Regions from separate parts of the Rattus norvegicus genome. Here region 2 is linked to region 1. The links are chromatin contacts, called in public Hi-C maps. All regions are on one chromosome and are shown on one strand. The core of a region is the stretch at or near the end of the contact, and the rest is flanking DNA. Distances in the headings are between cores, read along the strand shown. Region 1 holds the start of Unc80 (unc-80 homolog, NALCN channel complex subunit). Region 2 overlaps Unc80 (unc-80 homolog, NALCN channel complex subunit).

Region 1 (3,723 bases), core at 937-3,436:
CTATCATGTTTCAGTGACTTCCTATATAATACTAACCAAAAAATTGGTCTTTCTACCGTGTTGTCTGAAGTCCACATGCAGCTGGGTAGCTCACTCCTGGCTGTGATCATTGGAATTTACAGTAACTCACCAACACCCCCACAACCACCACCACAGACTCAGGAACATGCCTTGTTGTTTTTCTTTCTTTTTAAATGAAATCTCTATCTGTTCAGTGGTGGAAACTTGACAATTTGGTTGGTATTTTCTGATGGCAGCATAGTCAATAGACTATTGATATTCTGTCATCATTAGAGATCTTGGGACGGCTTTTCATTTTTATAAGGTACAGAGCTAGCACATAGTGGGTTACAGCCAATACCATCTAGTTCAAACCTTAAGTGTTTTGCCACTGCTGGTCCCCCATACCCACCCCGTGCCCACTTGCCCATCATATCCTATTATGTCTGTTTTGTAATCTTGTGTCAGGACACTGACCTGGGCTCTCAAAGAACACTTTTCTAGTTCCCCTCTTTACCCTTTTCACATCAACTACACACAAAGGACGTTGTCATTTCACTGGCAGGAAGTTTCCTTTCCAACAACCAATACCTGCCTGGATTTTCTTCCTGTTGTCTGCTCATAACTGAACCTGTTTGCTCATGTTTGGTAGAAACTCTTCTCTACATATGGCTGTCATCCCTTAAACACTGGGAGCCTTTTGTGAACAGGAATCAACATAAATATAGTTCCTGGTAAAATATACATTATAAATATTCATCAAATACATTTTATCTGGTCTCTATCTTAGTATGTTTTAAGATCTATATTTGCTGGGTGTGCATTTTTATAATCCTGGCACTGAAAGACTGAGATGGGAGTCAGGGGGTAGCTGAGTGTTTGAGGGAAGGTTGGGCTCCCTAGCAAGACACTATGCAAAGTAAAATACTTATCTGTAAATCCTGATTAAAAGAGATCTCCAGTAAGAAAACAAAAAGTTTATTTCTGGGTCTTTAAGATCACTATGTATCATAAATTTTTCTTCATATGGGTTATGGATGTTGTTAACAGAGAATGTCATGTCCTAACTCTTAAGATCTTAAGACCTAAGATCTGACTGGTCCTTTCAAGTCGTACACTCATCTCTGTTCAAATAACATTGGCTATGTTGTGTTGTTGTTGTTTTATGTTGTTTGTTTTGTTTTGATTGTTTGCAAGTAGATAAATCTATAACATTGGTTTTGTAGTCGGGCTTGTCATCCAACCTCACCTCACCTCCACTTGCCTCAGTGTTAGATAATACTTGTTAAAGGAACACAGCTATAAATTGTGTGGACCTTTGATACACGGAAGGAAAATGGCAGCTACCACCAGCGTGATCAAGATCACCAAAGTGCATTTAACAACCTGTAATAAACCAGGCTTCACGTGATTCAATTTCCATCTAGCTGAAACCCACATCTGGGTATTTTGTCCCACCCTGCTTTGGTAAATCAAGCCGGGTAGACTTCTTCGCAGCTATGAGTATAAAACAAATTCTCACATAGGAAAACTTGTGTTTCCTCCCACTTACCAAGCCTGCCTCCTGCCCTAATTTCATTTTCTAGCGATTTCCCCCCTGCCTTCTTCCTGCTAAACCCGAGATGGACTGCTGACCTCTTTGCAAGAGGTGCGAATGATGCCAGAGTTAGTGACTGCTCTGCGGCTCTCCAAAGCTCCTCCTCCCCAGAGGTCGACAGTCCTTCGGACGCAGAGGTTGGGAAGCAGGACAGGGGACATTGCTGGGGTGCACTCCGAGAGGAGCAAACAGAACCCTGGGTGCCGAAGAGGCCGCGTGGGGGACCGGCGTGCCCGTGCCATGCGGAGCGTGGACTCCCGCGGCCACCCCGCAGCTGCAGCCCCGGCCCCCGGCTCTGTTCCGCGGCTGGGCTGCCCGGCGCGGGCCGCTGTCCACAGTGGGAGGTGCTGAAAGCAGGGCGCGGGGGCGGCGGGCCGGCCGGCTGCTCCGAGCGCCCCCCTCCGCGCCGCGCCGCTCCTCCGGCCCTCCCCTCCTCCATCAGCCATGTTCCGCGCGCGGGGAGGGCTGGGGGAAGGGGCGAGAGCCGGGGGCCGGCGGCGAGGAGAGCCGCCTCTGCCTCAGGGAAGGAGGGGATGAGAGCTGGGGGGAGCAGCGCGACGAGGAGGCGGCGGCGGCGGCCGGCGAGGAACCCGTGCTGGGTTCTGCGGTAGGACTCCCCGGAGCCACCATCATGGTGAAGAGGAAGAGCTCCGAGGGCCAGGAGCAGGACGGCGGCCGCGGCATCCCTCTGCCTATCCAGACCTTCCTGTGGCGGCAAACCAGGTGAGGGGCGCCGGGCAGGGGGTGGCGCTCCGGGGGGTCGCCGGGTCGTCGCCACCGCAACCAACCCTGCCACTGAGGCCGCGCCGCAGCCTGCAGCTAGCAACGTCTCTGGGGTGGAAAGACAGCCCTCTGCACCCACTTAAAAGCACGCATGAAAAATATAGATAGATCTCACTGAAGTTTGACAACAAGCAGATTGGCAGTTTTCTAATAAATATATACATTATTGAGGGGGTAGGGGTGGGAGGGCAGATAGCCTGGGCAGAGGGGGCGGGGAGCTAGGAAGGTAATTGGGACTGGTTCCGCTTGCGCCTCCAATTCCCCCTCCATCTCCTGCTGTAATCCCTGCCTGGTGACCTGTTGTTTTCTAGCTCTAGCGTGTTTGGTATGTCTGCTATGCCCACTTGTTAACCATGTTTGCTTGGATTCAGCCAGCCCCGTCTTCAGGATTGAAGCCTCTGGGCAAAATGATTTTTGATAGATTTCTTTCACCTGGCCAGGCCTGACACCCCTGTCAATAAACAGCAAAGGACTTCCTTGTTATTTTAGAAATTGAGTACATTTAAAAAAATAAGATGCTGGGAATTATGATCCACATCCGAGCTCAATTTTTTTTCAATTTTAGAGATAACCGCATGCACGGGGAAATGCACCGCTTCTGACCATGGGTGATTTGGAATCCAATTAAGTAAAAGTCTTCAAAAAACGAGTGGCATGGGGAATTATGAAAATCCAAATCTTTCTCGTGTATGTAATTAATGTGTAAAGGCAAATCTTGTCAGCTATCCAACATCTGCTCATCAGCAAGCTGTACGGAAGCATGAATTCTGAGTTTCTTAGCACCATGCCCTATTCATTGAAAAAAATATATACCATAGAGATGCCTTAAAAATAGTTTTGCTCATGTTTATAACAAAAACCTTTACTAATTTTTCAGTGCATTTTTGAGGCCTAAACTGGGGAAGCAATATGAAGCCTCTTGTGTGGTACGTGATCCTCAACATTTAATGATTATTTCCATATTCTCTCTGTGTGATAATTTACCCCAAGGAAAGACTGAATCATATTAACTCCACAAGTAAATTCAATTGACAAATATCAGTGAGCATTTACCATGTACCAGACAGAGTTCTATACTGTTGGGGTAGGGAAAAGACATAAACAGAGCACAGAGTTTACATGCTACCACGAGGCAGAAAGATCACAGACGAATATGTACATAAAATACTTAAGATAGATGGTGAGAAACACCGTGGAGAAAAGTAACAAAGTTTACCATCAGGGCTGTGGGAGGGGAGTTATTTTATAGGCAGTGAGTGAATAAGGCTTAATTGTTAACCTGATGCTTGGACAAAGACACAAGGTATGAAGGAACATATCCCATCTAGAGAGGAGAGCCAAGA
Region 2 (3,402 bases), core at 557-3,056, 140 kb after region 1:
TAAAAGAGGGTGAGAGTTTAGAGGTACAAGAAAATACCAGAACTACTTAGAAAATCATCACAAACTCACACAGCCTTCATGAGGTAATGGTTGTGCTGGGTCTATTGGACTCCAAGATGGCCAGAGGCTTCACCAGGCCTTTGGAGTAGAGAGACCCTCTTCCCCCCATCATGTTTAAAAGAAAGGCCCAGATTTCAAAGTTGGCTTTTTTTTTCCAATTCCCTCCTTTGGCTATACTCCATGAGTTTATATAAATCCTTACACTTCTTTATGCTCCTCATAGGACAATGAAACAAGTTTTATAGGAGCTATAATTGCTGTATTAGCGGTGACCCAATGAAAGAAGATAGTACTTGTGAGGGTTAGTATGTGTGTGTACATGTATCAAAGGGTGTCCCTAAAGAAGATGATATGAAAACTCTAGGAAACTCTGGCAATGAGTCCCCTTCTTCCCCTGAAGCTTATGCCAGTTGCTGTTCTGATTCACAGGTACCCAGAGCAAGGAGCCAAGCTGCACTTTATCAGGTACAAAAGGACTAGCTCCCTCTTCACACCCCTTCTGACACTGAGATGATTTCTTTAGACCTGGGTACCGATTCCATTCAACTCCTACATCGGATGCATGACACTACTGTTTCCATGTAAATCCTCAGGAAACTGCTCTGGGAAAGTCACCGCAGTGTGTCTGAAATGATAAATTTTCTTCATCCCCCAAAGGAGCTTCTGCGGAGCTCTGCCTACCAATTCCTTAACTCAGTGGGAAGCATATTTCTCTGTCATGTGACACCCTGCACACCCTTCATTCATAGTGACCAAGTGCCCATGTTTTCTGAGTCCTGGTTAACTATTCATAATTCCATAGGGAAAACCTCCATTTACTAGAGGAAGGGCAAGGCCTTCCCAGAGAAGAATTAGATGAACGAATTAGTCGAGAAGAATTCAGAAGACCCCGGGAATCTCTGCTGAACATTTGCACAGAGTTCTATAAGCATTGTGGGCCAAGGCTGAAGATCCTTCAAAACCTTGCTGGGGAACCACGGGTCACTGCCCTGGAGCTGTTGGATGTGAAGTCCCACATGAGGTACCCATACACATGTTCCACCTCTGCCTGGGAGTGTGATGCTCAGAGCCTAAGCCTGTGCCTGTGCCTGTGTGCTGGACTGAGGTGTGTGTGGGGGGGGGGGTGTGGGTGGCTGGGGTTTTGGGGAGGGAGTGGGAAGGCTTCGTCCAAGAAAAGGAATGAGATATTTAGAATAATTTTTTTCCTGTGACTTGGGTACATACCATTTAGATCCTTCTGGTAAACATTTTATCTATTAAAGGGATCTCAGAAATTGGCAATGATTTTAAAATGGGAATTCAGTTTATAATTTACTGTTCGATAGATTTTAAAATGTGATCCCAGAGTACCCACTAGCTTATTTCTAGCAGTTTTTAAAGGATCATAAGAATTCCTTCAAAGTAAAAGTTCATGGTTAACAAAAGACTGACTTTGAATGTTTAATCCATCTACAACACTAAATGTATAGTTCTCCCCAAGCCCTCCAGGCACCACATTGTAATTTGCCAGAACATACCAATTTCCTGAACAGTAACTGCTTTGTTTTTTTGTTTTTTTTTTCTTAAATTGATCTTCTGAAAGGAATTTAGTAAGTGTTGGGTGAAGTTACAGAGGAGGGCAGAAGCATGACCTCAACATAAGCTCTTTCCCTGTCAACCTCTTGCCTTTCCTGAGGTGTGGGTACACACCCATCCATGCTGGAGAGCTCCAGCCCTCCCTACTGTGCAGTGGTGGGGAAGAGGTTATTTCACACTGATGACTGCAGCTCCTACACAGAAGACTGCAGTGGTTCAAGGACCTGTTGTTGCCTTGGCAACTGAGGACTCTATCTCTAATTCACCTGAGTAATTCTGTGAATAGACAAACATTGCATTCAGAAACAGGCATTTTGTGGCTGTCTGTCTGTCTGTCTGTCTGTGTCTATCTCTGCATGTGTCTGTGTGTCTATATATGTGTGTCTATGTGTCTGTTTCTGCATGTGTGTCTATATGTGTATGTGTCTGTGTATGTCTGTACATGTGTATATGTGTCTGTCTCTCCATGTGTCTGTGTTCATCTGAGTGTGTGTGTGTGTGTTTAGGTGTCTCTATATGTGTGTGTCCTGTGTGTCTGTATGTGAGTGTTTGTGTCTGTCTCTATGTGTGTGTCTTTGTATGTATGTCGGTGTGTGTCTGTATCAGTATGCATGTGCATATGTGTCTGCGTAGTATTCATGTCTATGTGTGTCTACATGTGTTTTGTTTCTCTGTATGTATCAGTGTTTGTGTATGTCTGTATCTGTGTGTGTGTATGTGTGTCTGTGTGTGTATCCATGTGTATTTTTATGTATGATTGTCTAATTCTGTGTGTACGTCTGTATATATCTATGTATCAGTGTCTGTGTGTGAGTGTATTTGTGTGCATGTCTATATGTGTCTAGGGATTGTAGGACTGTTCTATAAGTCTTTGGATATGTAAGGGAAGGAAAACTAAGATTAGAGAGGCCTTGAGCGCCCTCTAGAGGCTAACACTAAAGTTAAACAAGCCCTAAGTTACTACTTGGGACTTAGTGTAGATTTAAGGTACAATAGACATTAACACTAATGAAAGTTAACTACATTATATTAGATATTAGGGCTTTAAAATAAATCCCTAATTTTCAAAGTTATCATAGTCCATTCCAAAAGACAAAAAGAAAATAAAACTGTTGCAAGTACTAAAATCACTTGTATAATAACTGTTTATTATTTCCAGGCAACATTTAAACTACATGATACAAAGAGATAGAATACACTAAGTAGAAATTGGAAAAAGGTAGTGCCACCTGTAAATATTTTTGTTTGTGATGAGATTGACACAAAAATTAATATGAAATCATATTAGATTTATTTGTGAACCATAAATTTGATATTGACCTTCTGGAGTCTTTTTTTTTTAAAGATTTATTTATTCATTATATATAAGTACACTGTAGCTGTCTTCAGACACACCAGAAGAGGACATCAGATCTCATTACAGATGGTTGTGAGCCACCATGTGATTGCTGGGATTTGAACTCAGGACCTCTGGAAGAGCAGTCAGTGCTTTTAACCGCTGAGTCATCTCTCCAGCCTGACTTTCTGGAGTCTTAAAGTAATTAGCAAAATATTATATGCTATAAAACCATAACATTAATAGAATAGAAAAGTCATTGTTTGGTGAAATAATAATTATTAAAAATAATGCTGTCCATGGTGTTAACCCCAGTGATCAGTGAGTTAAGAAACAGAAGGATCAAAGTTCAAGGCTAGTTTTGTCTTCACAGTTCCGGGATAATCTTGGCTATACAGGGAGACCCTAGTCTTACTACAAACGAGCAAATA

The links. Hi-C and Micro-C count contacts between places; a contact is called where the count stands out from the background.
Region 2: a contact with region 1 is called in a Hi-C map of Schwann cells, with 6 times the contacts expected there. The contact joins the enhancer-like site here to the promoter of Unc80 in region 1. A contact is called at or near these places in 2 of 12 Hi-C or Micro-C datasets (Schwann cells and frontal cortex).

What each region holds. Positions count from the first base shown.
Region 1 is chr9:75,459,432-75,463,154 of GRCr8, forward strand. It overlaps Unc80 (unc-80 homolog, NALCN channel complex subunit), which reads left to right and starts at 2,187. Exons shown (of 64, transcript XM_063268141.1): 1 at 2,187-2,320; 2 at 3,258-3,306. The coding sequence starts at 2,229.
Region 2 is chr9:75,604,370-75,607,771 of GRCr8, forward strand. It overlaps Unc80 (unc-80 homolog, NALCN channel complex subunit), which reads left to right. Exons shown (of 64, transcript XM_063268141.1): 49 at 490-525; 50 at 863-1,081. Among named protein-coding and RNA genes, the nearest start is that of Rpe, 35 kb to the right of the region's middle. Within about 2 kb of position 1,807, at least 2 of the 93 cell types and tissues checked have an H3K27ac peak or open chromatin away from gene starts, as enhancers often do. A contact at or near this core is called in Schwann cells, where this site is marked.